Linked DNA regions of Drosophila melanogaster: regions 2 and 3 are each linked to region 1. A link is a contact called in public Hi-C data. All regions are on one chromosome and are shown on one strand. The core of a region is the stretch at or near the end of the contact, and the rest is flanking DNA. Distances in the headings are between cores, read along the strand shown. Region 1 holds the start of z (zeste). Region 2 holds the start of CG13760. Region 3 holds the start of Grp170 (Grp170 co-chaperone).

Region 1 (4,713 bases), core at 87-2,586:
GCCAGCGGATTGGGCGTAATATTCATCCTCGGAATCACTCCGTTGAGGCGCCTTACATCGCCACTTTTGTGGTGGCCACCAACTCCCAGGACGGCGGAGGTAACAAAGTCCGCTTGAATGTGTTCCAATTGCGGTTTGTTCTCATCTGTGTATGCAGAGATTTAATTTGATAAGCATGAGAATATTCCACTCCATTAAGCTGGACTTACCCTCCGGCTGAGAGTTTTCCCGTCTCTTTAGGCAAAGGCAGACCACCAATGAGGCGATGAGGAGTAGTATGCCTCCGCCAGCGGCACCTGCGATCAGTGGATATAAGGAGTTCTGGTGCTGTTCCACTGCCTTATTGGCTGGCACTGGCGTGGCCGAAGATGAAGCCGGTTGCTCGTGCGTTTCTAAGAAGGAACACAAGTTAAAACATATTTTAAGGCCATCATAGCCCAACCTGAGCTGCACTCACTTCTGGTCCTCGCTTGCCGAATAGCACTGAATTCAGAGGCTGCGTCGGAGTTGAACGATTGCAATTTGAACTCATAAGGGGTTCCTGGACGAAGGAGGTCTATCTTGAAGCTCCTGCTCATTCCGCCATCCACCGTGGCCTTCAAATACTCCGCTGCTGAGTCCGCTGGCCTATAGTAGGCATAGTACCCGTCTATATCCTCATTTTGAGTCGAGGATACCAGGGACCAATGGAGCACCACGGCCGACTCGGAAAGCGTCTCCACCTCGCGTAGTTCCGGCACTGGCAGATTCGACTTGGACGTTCCATTCTGCAGGAAGAACTTGAGGGAGGTGTTGCCCTCCTTGTTGTCGTTATTGGAGTACACCGCCACGATCCGGAAGCGGTAGTACTTGCCGGCGGTCAGTCCCGTAACGGAGGAGGTGAAGTTCTTGGGCGGATTGCCCATTTCATACTCCCTGTCCCGGTTCCGCGCCCGCCAGTGACTGTTCCCCTGGCCAGGCCCGGATCCGTGCGCGTTTCCGTACGGGATATTGTCGCTGGTCGTCTGCCAGTTCTTCCTCCGATTTTTTCCGTCGCCCAACATGCGATACTGCACCTTGAAAAAGGTGATCTGGAGTCCAGAGTTTTGTGGCACACTCCAGCGCAGCATCACGGACTCGTCCGACAGACGGGTGACATTGGGTCGTGACGGAGGCACCATGCTCGCTGTAACAAGCGTTTTTATTAGGTTTATTTTAATTAATTGTCTTGATGTTATTATTTACAATTCTGAACATTTGAATATCTGGCGTTGCCAGACCAGATCATCGATGTACATTTTCATATAAAATCGATGATAAGGAATAAGATCGGATAATTGCTATTCAGAAAGCTCATGAACACTAAGCAACTGACGGAACAATAAATTTATAGATACAAAAATGTAAATTGTTAAAAATGCTGCAGAAGTTAACTTGTTAAAATTAAACGTGTAAAAGACCAACATTATCGATAGATTAGTGATGCAGAATTTAGAGTACACATGATATCGATTGGTATCGACACTACGGCATCGATACCAACTCTCGCATATCGTAAGTGTTTACCAGCTCTGATATTCGAGTGAAAATGTGTGCGTGTAAGCGATTTATTTATTGAGCGGCGACTCTCGGGCGTCCAAAAACTTTTTTATTTCTTTATGTAAACCAACGCGAGCCAAGTCAAGTGCAATATAGAATTGGTGGCTGCATGTCGGGTGCAAGGGGTACCAAGACGGTGACTGACGCACACTAACACACGGGCGCGCGCGCTGCTGCGTCTGTGTGTGCGTGTGTGTGTGCCAGCCACTACTGTGTGTGTATAAGTGTATACAGCGAAGAAGAAGCAAGGACTCAAACTCAAGTGAAAAACTCAAAACAAACTCAAATGTCGGCGCAGGGTGAAGGGGGCGGTGCTGGCGGAAGCGGCGGCGGTGGTGCTGGTTCGGATGGAGGCGGCAATGCTGGCCAAAGCTCCACGGGGAGTGGCACAGTGGCGGTCACCAACGGAGGCAACTCGTCCGCCAAAAACCAGCTGCCGCTCACCCCGCGCTTCACCGCCGAGGAAAAGGAGGTCCTGTACACCCTGTTCCATTTGCACGAGGAGGTCATCGATATCAAGCATCGCAAGAAGCAGCGCAACAAGTACTCCGTCCGAGAAACATGGGACAAGATCGTCAAGGACTTCAACTCGCACCCGCATGTGAGCGCCATGCGGAATATCAAGCAGATCCAGAAATTCTGGCTAAACTCCAGGTGCGAAATAGTGTTTATGTGGTTGGAAAATGTTGCTAGAGTGGTCCAGGTTCCACAATTCCCACCTCAGCAAAATCTAGCTTTTAACTCCCTATCTTGTTATTTGTGATTTTCTGTTTAGACTCCGCAAACAGTATCCGTACAGGGATGGCAGCTCCTCAAATCTCAGCTCTGGTAGCGCCAAAATCAGCTCCGTATCCGTGTCCGTTGCGTCGGCGGTGCCACAACAGCAGCAGCAACAGCATCACCAGCAGCATGACAGCGTTAAGGTGGAACCCGAGTACCAGATTAGTCCCGATGCCTCCGAGCACAATCCACAGGCGGACACATTCGACGAGATCGAGATGGATGCCAACGATGTGAGCGAGATTGACGAGGACCCAATGGAGCAGCAGCAGCAACAGCAGCAGGAGGCTCAGGCCCAAGCCCAAGCCCAAGCCCAAGCTCAGGCCCAAGTGCAATCCGCCGCCGCCGAGATGCAGAAGATGCAACAGGTGAACGCGGTGGCTGCGGCGGCGGCGGCCAATGCCACCATGATCAACACCCACCAGATAAACGTGGACCAGATCAGTGCTGAGAAGCTGACTCTGAATGATCTGCTGCACTTCAAGACAGCTCGCCCCCGCGAGGAGATCATATTGATTAAGCACCCAGAGGCTACCGGTGAGATTGTACACCCTTCTTAAAGATCCCCTTCAAAGTCTAAATTCTTCCTTTTCGTTTAGCCACCCAGATCCACACCATACCCACCCAGGCGCAGCAGCATCCAATGGCCACAATTACCGCCGGCGGCTACAATCAGCAGATCATTAGTGAGATCAAGCCGCAGCAAATCACTTTGGCCCAGTACCAGGCTCAGCAGCAACAGCAGGCTCAAGCGCAGGCCCAGGCCCAAGCGCAGGCTCAAGCGCAAGCTCAGGCACAAGCCCAGGCCCAAGCACAGGCGCAACAGCTTGCCCAGCAGCAACTTGCTGCCGCTCAACATCAGCAACTAGCCGCCGCCGTCCAAGTGCATCACCAGCAGCAGCAGCAACAACAGGCGGCCGTTGCCGTCCAACAGCAACAGGCAGCAGCGGCGGCGGCGGTTAAGATGCAACTAACCGCCGCCACGCCCACGTTTACCTTCAGCGCCCTGCCCACAGTTACGGCTGCAACGACAGTGCCCGCGGCGGTTCCAGTGCCTGTGGCCACTGCATCATCGGGATCTGCGAACTCAGTGGCGGTCAACACATCAACAGCCTCCTCCGTGAGTATCAACAACACCAGCCTGGGCGGAGGAGGGGGTAATGGAGCCACTAATGCGTCTGCTACCGCTGCGGACAGCTTCGAAGAGCGAATGAACTACTTCAAAATCCGCGAGGCTGAACTGCGCTGCAAGGAGCAGCAGCTGGCCACAGAAGCCAAGCGCATTGAACTCAACAAGGCGCAGGATGAACTCAAGTACATGAAGGAGGTGCATCGACTTCGAGTCGAGGAGCTGACAATGAAGATACGCATCCTGCAAAAAGAGGAGGAACAACTGCGGAAGTGCTCCACTTCATGAGGTCTGGAGGACATAAGCGACGCCGACGGTGACGATGATGAGGAGGATGCGGATGCCTATTTGGATCGCTTCAACCATGGGGGCTTTTAATTCGTTAGTTTTAGGTATACAACTACCATCAACCTATCCCTATCCCAATTCCACTTTCCACACACATTTTTTTGTTTAGGTTTTTTTTCTAGTTGTCGCGGGGCGGGGGACAGCGGTGCGACTTTAGTCCATCGCTGGCCAGGATTACCGACTAAGCCATCATAAATTGTAAATCGCAATCAATCAATTATACAGACACGCAATTATACTGTGGGCGTGGCCAGCTAATCCACGATGAAAACTTAGGCAAGTTAAAACGTGACTTTTTTTTATGAATTTCAACCGAATCGAATCGAACACTGATTGACGAATATTTCCAACTGATTCGAATGCATTCACAACTTCTGCTGTTTGGTTAAGATTTCCACTCACCCTTAAACTTTCGTCTGCCGCTCTTGTTTTTGGAGCCTCCAGATGTTGACGAGGTGCCCATTCCAGTGTTGGATTCATGAACTGGCCACACGGGAACTTCGCCAAGTGGTTCGTCATCCTCGCCGGTGATTTCCAGGGGATTCACGCGCAATATGTTTCCCTCGCTCGTCTGCAGGGTGTGGGAAAAGTTGATTAGAACTGCGTATCCCATGAGAACACTACTCCAAGCTTACCTCTCCCAAAATGTTCTTTGCAAAGCACTGAACCACGCCAGCGTGACGCTTTTGAACTCGCTTCAGCTGCAGGCTCCGGTTATCCACCACAGCCTCCGGATCTTTGGTGGCATCCTCACCGTTTATGAGCCAATAAATATCGGGTTGGGGATTCCCCGAGGCGGAGCAATCCAGCAGCAAAGGATTGCTCTCATTCGTCAGAGTGGCGGCCGGTCCTCTTAAGATCGTGGGCCGCTGCAAAAC
Region 2 (4,856 bases), core at 1,562-4,061, 140 kb after region 1:
TACGGTTGTAATGTAATGCGTACTTACCATTCGAATTTAGTTTATATTTTAAATCATCGAGATCTATTAGTAATAATATTATTAATAAGCTCCTCCCATAGATCTTCTTTACCATCCGCAGACAATTCGGCGATTGCAGCGGCTGTGACACCATGGAGTACAAGATGATTGCACCGGAGCACAGTGAACAGGTGATGGAGCATCTGCGGCGCAACTTCTTTGCCGACGAGCCGCTAAACAAGGCCGCCGGCTTGTGCCAGAACGGCAGCAGTTGCCCCGCCCTGGAGGCGCACTGTGCCGAGGCCATACAGCACCGGATGAGCGTGATGGCTGTGGACGCAAAGGAGAAGGATACCTTGAAAATAGTCGGCGTCGTCCTCAATGGCATCCTGAAGCCGGGCGACACGGCCAAGGCGCTGAGCAAGCTGGACTGCAACGACGATGCAGATTTCCGCAAGATTTTCGACTTGCTGCACAGGCACAATCTCAAGCACAATCTCTTCGAGCACTTCGACGTGGACTGCATGTTCGATGTGCGCATCCTATCGGTGGACTCGTGCTACCGTGGCCAGGGGATTGCGAATGAGCTGGTCAAGCGGTCCGTGGCGGTGGCCAAAAAGAATGGCTTTCGCCTGCTGAAGGCCGATGCCACCGGCATCTTCTCGCAGAAGATCTTTCGTTCCCATGGCTTTGAGGTCTTCTCGGAGCAACCCTACAGCAAGTATACGGATGAGAATGGCAAGGTGATCTTGCCCGTGGAGGCGCCCCACATCAAATTGCAGCAGCTCTACAAGGCGATCTGCGCGGATGACCAGGATGAGAAGAAGCAGTCGCTTTAAGGAGTCACCCGGCTGGCTCACATTTGGAACAATAATCTCATTTATTTTCTACATATACATACATTGCATAATCGTTATTGGAATGTTTTCGTACTACAAATATGGAAATTAGTTGGGGGGCGTTTAACGGAAAGTTAAAGCTAGGGAACAATTACTATTGTTCTGTGTTTAAACATAACTATGAAATAACATTGGATTTTCGGACTTTCCGTCGACGGTTTTTGGAGCGTCAATGGAACGCCTCTATAATGTACGAGTAGACGCTGCCTGGCACGTTTACATAAATATAATTTTGTAATTGTTTTTTTTTGTATGGGGACCAACTGCTAACAATACCTAAATAAAGTACACTGTTGTGCCAAAGTTAACCAGACAGCTTTTTCTCTTACCTCCCACTCGAAGTCCCCCCCTACAAGGTCTCCTCCTAAAGTCCTAATATCACAAGCGCAGATTCCAATCATCCGTTCTCATCACCTGGCAACCTGGCGACGGCAGGTACTTCTGTTCATCTGTTCATCAATTCATCTGTTCATTTGTTCATCTGTTCCGCTGGTTTATCCATCTACTACTCCCTAGTTTCCTTCTTCTCGTATATGAAAATGATGTCCTCGTCCGTGCCGTAGGCGCGTCGGGCCGTGTCCATGGACTCGATGAGGCAGCGACAAATGTCTGTGGAACGCAGCCAAAAACGAAAATCAATGAATTTTCAAGGATTGCTACCAAATGGAATACTCACGGCCATCGTGGACCTCGGGATTGTGGTAGAAGAGCTTCTGGGCGGCCATGTCATATCCGCAGAGCACCACATAGTGTCCGGCATACCTTTTGGGTCCATGGAGGCGTGTATTTTGAGCAATGCAGGGTATATGAAAACAGCTTTTCATTCGAGTGTGGATTTAAGGTGGTTTTTTGTGAATCGCCGGTGGCAAGAGGAACTCACCCGAACTTCTCTAGGACATTGCGCTTGCACACCTCGCACGTGAGCAGCGAGGCGTTGGTCAGCAGGATGACGGGTCCGTGGCGGGCCAAATGCCGCAGAATGACCTCCATGTCCACGGTGCGCTGTTCAACGCGCAGTCCATGGGCCCGGGCGTCCTTGAACTTGCGCGTCACGCGCCGTTCGTCCTTGTCGATGATCTTGGAGTAGTACGTGTGCTGCGCGTAGTTGGGATCGATCCCGAGCGTTTGGGTGAAGTACTCGTGGCGCACCTGGCCAAGAAGAGAGTGTCAAAGAAGTGAGCGAATGCAAATGTGCATCACGGCATGCCCACCTGGTAGCGCATCAGCAGATAGCACAGGTCGATGGTCCAGGTGCTCGAGCCAAATCCCTCCTCGCCGCACACGGCATCAAAGTTCCCAAGAAGCTGTTCCCTTTGCTGCGCCGACAGGATCATAATGATGCAGGACAGACCGCAGTCCCAGTTGTAGCGCTGCTGGTAGTGCGTCAGGTTGTAGTGCTTGCTCGGCGGCAGTCCGTTCATTCTGGCCAGCAGCTGGGCTCTTCTTGGCTTCTTGTGCTCCTCGGGTCCTCGAGTCCTTGGCTCCGTGTGCTTCGCGTGCTCCTGTGCCCGCGGCTGCGCTCCTTTGATCCTGGCGTCCAATTGGAAACTGAACTGGGAATGTTTTGGTCTAACAGCTTGGGCCAGTGTGGCCAGGTGCAGCTGTCTGCGGAATGCCAACTGTCGGCTATGTCCAGTTGAAAAAAATGCCAATTGAATTTTTTTAGATATATATTGTAAATATTGTAATTAAATAATATTTATACATAAATTGTGAGTCGCCAAAGGAGTTAGATGTATTTTCCTACAAATCTTGGTTGCTGCTAGGAAATTTTTGGTTTGAAATCTTAAAGGCGCAAAAAATGTTCTAACACTATGTAAATCCTTCTTAAGCCCTTCAAAATTGACAGTTCAGTTAGAATTACCTGCAATTTTAAGACTAAATAACTACTGGCAATTGGTATAAATTTAAATGCAACTGTACGCGAAACTTCAAACATGTATGAAACGATCTGGCAACGTCGAGCTAACTGCATGCAATTTGGCATCGATGTGCCCGATGCACTCCCCCTGATAGTTTCAGCGGGAAACTAAGAGTCCCATTCTAGAATCATCCCCCAAGGACGAAAACATCCCAAATCTCCCTAAAAAAAAAAACAAAAAGCAAGGAATCGAGTAAACACGTTCCACCACCGCTGTGGCAATCCGTGGCTGGTGCGCAACGGCCACACTGACGCGCTGACCAATTTTTAGTTATTAGTGTGACCTTAAGCATTATTATTTTCACGTGTGGCACGCAAACGAGCCAAAAAACCAAGCGCCTATTTAAACAAACAAATCACACGCCCAGCAGAGAGAGCAGCCGGTGACCACCGGTAACGGGAGTAGCTGCAGTTAATCCGACAGGCCCAACAAATTCGCCCGCTAATTGGCGGCGTTTCTCTAGTCGGAACAACAAGAAGAAGAAGCACGTGTGCGGCGTGCCAAAGAAAAAAGGAAAATAAACAAGGAGGCCAGGCCAAGGAGCATAAGCAGAATCCGCATCCGGAGGACATGGTGCCCATCGGAGCCGTGCACGGCGGCCATCCCGGCGTAGTGCATCCGCCACAGCAACCACTGCCCACGGCGCCCAGCGGCCCAAACTCGCTGCAGCCGAACTCGGTGGGCCAGCCGGGGGCCACCACCTCCTCGAACAGCAGCGCCTCCAACAAGAGCTCGCTATCCGTCAAGCCCAACTACACGCTCAAGTTCACGCTGGCCGGGCACACCAAGGCGGTGTCGGCGGTCAAGTTCAGTCCGAATGGCGAGTGGCTGGCCAGCTCCTGTAAGTACATACATCCCTATCCACGAATATCTGGGGGGGAATTTTATGGTACTGAACTGCTATTGGACTGAACAGGCAGCTTTGGCAGCTCAGTTAATGGGAATTGGGATGAAATAAGATCTCGGAAAAGAGAAGAAGCATTTATAGAATACATATTGTACATTCCATACATACAGCACATGCCTATTAAACTTCCACTTCTAACCCTCAGCCGCTGATAAACTAATCAAAATCTGGGGAGCATACGATGGCAAGTTCGAGAAGACCATTTCGGGCCACAAGCTGGGCATCAGCGATGTGGCCTGGAGCTCAGACTCGCGACTCCTCGTGAGCGGCAGTGATGACAAGACGCTCAAGGTCTGGGAGCTGAGCACCGGGAAGAGCTTGAAAACTCTGAAGGGCCACAGCAACTATGTGTTCTGCTGCAACTTTAATCCGCAGTCCAATCTGATCGTCTCCGGCAGCTTCGACGAGAGCGTTCGCATATGGGATGTGCGCACCGGCAAGTGTCTGAAGACTCTACCCGCCCATTCCGATCCCGTTTCGGCGGTACATTTCAATCGCGACGGATCGCTGATCGTGAGCAGCAGCTACGACGGCCTCTGTCGCATATGGGACACGGCCAGTGGACAGTGCTTGAAAACCCTGATCGACGACGACAATCCGCCCGTCAGCTTTGTAAAGTTCTCGCCCAATGGCAAGTACATTTTGGCCGCCACGCTGGATAATACGCTCAAGTTGTGGGACTACTCGAAGGGCAAGTGCCTGAAGACGTATACGGGTCACAAGAATGAGAAGTACTGCATATTCGCCAACTTCTCGGTGACGGGAGGAAAGGTGAGTTCATATCTTATGCACATTTAGGCTTTAACTCACAAGCGTCCATTGTAGTGGATCGTGAGTGGCAGCGAGGACAACATGGTCTACATTTGGAATCTGCAGAGCAAGGAGGTGGTGCAAAAGCTGCAGGGACACACCGATACCGTTCTGTGCACCGCCTGCCATCCCACGGAGAACATCATTGCTTCCGCGGCGCTCGAGAACGACAAGACCATCAAGCTGTGGAAGTCGGATACATAGAGTGGCTGGTATCCAGCTGGAGGACGTTCGATCGGAACACACACATACATTTCTTGGATAATATTATTTTAAAGCGAACAGCCTAATCGTAATTGTAACACCCCCACACCCCCC
Region 3 (4,673 bases), core at 1,763-4,262, 170 kb before region 1:
AGCTTTTCCTCGTAGATCTCTGCTTTGGGATCCTCCAGATCCTCATACAGCCATTCACCCAAAGTGCTGCATTCGGCAAGCAATTTCTCCTTCTCCTCGGCGGTAGCACACTTAGCGTACGACTCCTCGTCCAGTTTCTGTTGCACCTCGATTATGTGGGCTTCGAGGGCATTAAAAGCTGATTCCAAGCGGACACGTTGCTCCTCAGCTTTGTTAATGGCGGCCAGTTTGGCCACTGATTGATCATACGCGGAACCGACCAGAGGAACAACAAACTGCGTTTGGGACTCATACGTCACCGGGGACTTGACCGTAACAAGCTTGATTGTTTCGTTTTTGGCTTCGGTATCTTGTTTTGTGCTCTCCTCAGACTTTTGCTCCTTGCTAGCATCCTCTTCCTTGGCCTTTTCATTATCTTCTGATTTAGATGGCTCTTCGCCTGCATTAGCTGCCTCTTCCTGTTCCGAATTGTCCTTCTTCTCCTCACCCTCCTTGGTAAACAATTTACTCAAAGTGCTGCCAAACTTGGACAAAGTGCTGTCTTCATCAGCATCGTCCTCAGGCTTTTGTTTCTCGTACACGTACTCAACTCCTGTGCAGCGGAAAATGCCAGAGTCATCCAGGTAGAAGTAAGCCTTGATGCCCTTGTTATCCACCAGTTCCTTTTTCGATTTCTCCAGCAGCTCCTTCACCTGCTTCAGCTGCACCTTGGTCACGTTCAAGCTGCCCAGAGCGGCAATCTCCTCCTTGCTATAACGATCCAAATCGGCGTAGTTGACATAGAACTCAAAATCGTCGGTGTGCTTGTTGAAGGTAATGACCTTCTTTTGGGGATAGGGGTTCATTAGGGCAAACAGGGCACGTTTCACCTGCTTTACGGCAGCACCATCGCCTGGATCCCGTTCGAAGGACACTTGCAGGGGGAACAGCGTGGCATCCTTGACCACAAACTTCTTCACTTTGAAGCCGGCCGATAAGTCGGCTGCCTTATAAACTGCACCCATAGTGGCGGATTCATCGGCATTCAGATTTTTACCCAGCTCCTGTTTAATGACAGCTTTGATGGTTTCCTGCACACGTGGAACTCGGGTGCCGCCTCCGAACAAAATCACCTGGTTGATCACGTCCAGACTGAGGTGCGACGAGGCCAATGCTTCTTCCAATGGTTTTGTGGCCCTGGGCCAAAGATCCTCGCAGAGTTGCTCCAGCTTCTCACGAGTGACGGGCAATTTAAAGTCAATGTCCTCTATCAGGTTTTCGATTTGAGCGAAGAACTCCGTATTGGCGGACAGGACATTCTTTAGTCGTCCTGCTTCCTTGAAAAGTTTGGCCAGTGCTCGGGGACTGGTGGTCACATCGGTTTTAGTCTTCTTTAGGGCATTAAACTCCTGCGCCAGATAATCACGCAATCTTAGTTGAATCTCCAGGCCTCCCAGAGTGCGATCATAACCAACGCCAAGGACCTGCACCACCGGGTTGATCTCCCTGGTTTGTTTATCCTTCACCAACTGATAGCTGACCACAGCGGCTGAGGTTTTGTAGGCGCCCATATCGTAGAAGAGGAAATACTGGGCCGTTTCGTTGATTTCGCCGCGATGGAAGACGCCGTAGTTTAGAGCCACCGCCGCATAGTCGTTGATTAGCTGGAGTACCTTAAGATTGGCCAACTGGGCGGCGGACAAGAGAGCTTCCCTTTCGGCTTGGCCAAAGTAACCGGGCACGGTTAGGACGCACTCGGTTATTGGCTGCTGTACGGATTCCTGGGCGAACTGCTTGGCCTTGACCAGCAATTGAGCAACCAGTTCCTCCACGGAGAATTCATCGGTGTCGCTTTTGCGGAAGACCACGGTGTTGCGCTCCGGATCACCCACAATGTTGTAGTATGGGAAGCGTTTCCTAAAAGCGATTGATTTAGAGATAAGTCGATGGGACGCAACAATGACGTGGCCCAAAGCAAACCAACCACTTACCTATACAAATCCACAATGGGATTATCGATGGTCTTGCCCAGCAAATCCAGAAGATAGCCATAGGCCGAGTTGGGATCCTTGATACCAATTGTTTGTGCATCCTCGCCAATGGTTCGCGTTCCATCGCGGAAGGCTAGGATCGCGGGCGTCTTGCGCTTGGACTCGCGATTCAGGGCGATTTCCATAGGCACTCCAGGCGACACAACGCCCACTTTCATCCACTCGCTGCCCAGATCCACGGACATCACGGCGGCTCCCTGGGAAAGGGCAATCCCCGCCAGCAGGGCGCTCAAAAGGAGCACGAGTTTCATGGTCTGTGCGGTTGAAAGGTGTTCAAATTAAAGCATTGTGCACAGGATTAGATACCCCATTAAGTACTCCATATGTATTTACCCTCTGCATTGTAAGATCTTTCTAGAAAGACCAACGATTTAACTTAAAAGGCTAACATTATACAAAAATTCACCAACTACTTTTACCTATATTTCTTAGCTGCATTAATAACACAAGAATTAGTTGGGTTTTCAACAGTTTTAACAGATAATTTGTGGGACGAAAAGTACGTCTGGCTTATGCGAGGAAACCTGTGTTCATGTGGCAGCGGAAATAGTGTTTAACTCGTACATAGATCTATATAGTTTACCGGTGAAATTACTGGGGAGAAATGGCTTTTAAAAAGTCTTCACGGAAAATCAGTGAAGAGAGCATTAACCTTTTACTTCCACAATTCTTCCGCGATTCTTTCACTTCTTTTTTTTTGCAACGCAAGCAGCTGTCTGCGCCCCGTCACCCTCCCTCTGCCTATCCTAACTCTTCCATCCTTCCAGCCAAGTACCGCTTTCCACTTACGTGTCCCGTTTCGTTCGTCGCTTCCAGCTGTCCTTTGCCACTCGCACTCTCCAATCGACTTTTATTCAGAAGTCACCTATTTATTAATTATTCAATTCACAACGTCGACTGCTATTCGAGTTGTTAAGTAAAAAACAGAGTCGCCGCGATTAAGAAGAACAAGCAGCGGCACACGAAGAAGAAGAGGAAAACGTTGACGTGTTGATTCGACCGGGCGATAGCAATCGATAAAACAATCGAGAGACTGTCACTTGGGAAGGCAGGCGCTGCCACATCGCACTGAAGTGACCGCCACAATTTAAATACTTATTGTGTGCAATTAAATTCTTTTTGTACAAAATTTCGTGATTAATTGCAAAACACCAAATGAAAACCATACACTAAATGATTATGACCCTTACTTGGTTTAAGGTCAATGTAAGAGCAGGAAGATTTTTCCTACTCATTGAAAATCTGAAGTTATAACATATGTAGTTGGCAATTCCAAGTTTTTTTCTTTCAGGCAGCAAGTCAACCCACATATTGATAGCTCAGCATTCCCGCGATGACCGAATTTTTGAACGAAAGTGCTGACACGTTATTAAACTATACTTTGTATACTCTTTTTCTTGAGATTATTGACACGATGAGTAAGTTATATTACAATTCGATAGAATAAAAATTAACTAAAATTAAATCACCTAACACGCTTAACGTTAAATTTGTTGTAATGCGAATTGTCCTGAAAAAATTACAAAACCCAAACTAGATAACAATTCTTTTTTTCAACAATTATCTTTAAATTAAAATTGAATAGGTTCCAACTTCCAAACGTATAGGGTATTGAAAGAGTTAAATTAAGTTTTCTGCTCGCATCGCCAACTCACCTATTCACGTTAAAAAGAAATAGGTGACTGGAAAACGATCGAATCTAGCGAATTTAAATGGAATCGCTTCAAATGCAGAATAGCACAAAGTGAACCCACCGAGTATCCAAGCACAGCAGACTGCAATTGGGCAATATTCTTGGTGAATTTGTAAATTTCGCTGATCTGTTTTTCTCTTGGCCATATAAAACCCGTCCCGTTTCAAAAAACCATAGTCTTAATTCTGTGAGCTATGTGTGGACGACGACTGCTGTTCTTGGCGGCCTTTGGCTGCCTTTTGGCCAACGCGTTTTCGCTTCCGGCGACCAGGAATGAGGAGTTCGACGACGGTTTCCCCGAATCCGAGTTCGACTACGAGGAGAGGCACACTAGGGAAATTCCGGCACAGGCCTATGCCCCACCGATCGTTTACAATTCGCAGTCAAGCTACTCGCCGGCGAAGGACCAAGGATATTCTGCTCCTGCCGCCCCGGTTTATTCGCCTGCCGCACCATCGTATTCAGCGCCTGCTGCTCCGTCGTATTCGGCACCCGCTGCACCCAGCTATTCAGCACCAGCAGCACCCAGCTATTCAGCACCTGCTGCTCCATCGTATTCAGCGCCTGCAGCACCCAGCTATTCAGCACCTGCATCCTCCAGCTATTCAGCGCCTGCTGCTCCGTCGTATTCGGCACCCGCTGCACCCAGCTATTCAGCGCCTGCAGCACCCAGCTATTCAGCACCTGCATCCTCCAGCTATTCAGCGCCTGCTGCTCCGTCGTATTCGGCACCCGCTGCACCCAGCTACTCAGCGCCTGCGGCACCCAGCTATTCAGCACCAGCAGCACCCAGCTATTCAGCACCTGCTGCTCCATCGTATTCAGCACCCGCAGCACCCAGCTACTCTGCGCCTTCTGCCCCATCGTATTCAGCGCAAAAGACATCCTCGTACTCGGCTCCTGCCGCCCCAAGCTACCATGCTCCGGCAGCTCCAGCATCGTCGTATTCA

What was found. A called contact is a pair of places that touch in the nucleus more often than the background predicts.
Region 2: a contact with region 1 is called in a Hi-C map of the Kc167 cell line, with 2.9 times the contacts expected there. The contact joins the promoter of CG13760 here to the promoter of z in region 1. A contact is called at or near these places in 29 of 107 Hi-C or Micro-C datasets (the D17-c3 cell line, the Kc167 cell line, the ML-DmBG3-c2 cell line and 11 more) and 3 of 6 datasets of contacts at active chromatin or transcription factors (the Kc167 cell line and the S2 cell line).
Region 3: a Hi-C map of the Kc167 cell line shows a contact between it and region 1, with 4 times the contacts expected there. The contact joins the promoter of Grp170 here to the promoter of z in region 1. A contact is called at or near these places in 35 of 107 Hi-C or Micro-C datasets (the Clone 8 cell line, the D17-c3 cell line, the Kc167 cell line and 16 more) and 1 of 6 datasets of contacts at active chromatin or transcription factors (the Kc167 cell line).

What each region holds. Positions count from the first base shown.
Region 1 is chrX:2,446,433-2,451,145 of dm6, forward strand. It overlaps z (zeste), which reads left to right and starts at 1,337. Exons shown (of 3, transcript NM_080312.2): 1 at 1,337-2,232; 2 at 2,354-2,895; 3 at 2,958-4,118. The coding sequence starts at 1,865. The coding sequence ends at 3,775. It overlaps boi (brother of ihog), which reads right to left. Exons shown (of 9, transcript NM_166940.3): 4 at 4,471-4,713; 5 at 4,238-4,406; 6 at 458-1,165; 7 at 210-392; 8 at 1-145.
Region 2 is chrX:2,582,888-2,587,743 of dm6, forward strand. It overlaps CG13760, which reads right to left and starts at 2,812. Exons shown (of 5, transcript NM_130654.3): 1 at 2,764-2,812; 2 at 2,111-2,525; 3 at 1,780-2,048; 4 at 1,576-1,715; 5 at 858-1,508. The coding sequence starts at 2,320. The coding sequence ends at 1,405. wds (will die slowly) reads left to right here and starts at 3,093. Exons shown (of 3, transcript NM_001258574.2): 1 at 3,093-3,662; 2 at 3,874-4,499; 3 at 4,554-4,856. The coding sequence starts at 3,392. The coding sequence ends at 4,742. AANATL7 (Arylalkylamine N-acetyltransferase-like 7) reads left to right here. Exons shown (of 2, transcript NM_001201613.2): 2 at 102-936. The coding sequence starts at 153. The coding sequence ends at 839.
Region 3 is chrX:2,272,056-2,276,728 of dm6, forward strand. Grp170 (Grp170 co-chaperone) reads right to left here and starts at 3,013. Exons shown (of 3, transcript NM_130639.4): 1 at 2,820-3,013; 2 at 1,971-2,284; 3 at 1-1,896. The coding sequence starts at 2,281. Vml (Vitelline membrane-like) reads left to right here and starts at 3,767. Exons shown (of 1, transcript NM_001316644.1): 1 at 3,767-4,673. The coding sequence starts at 3,918.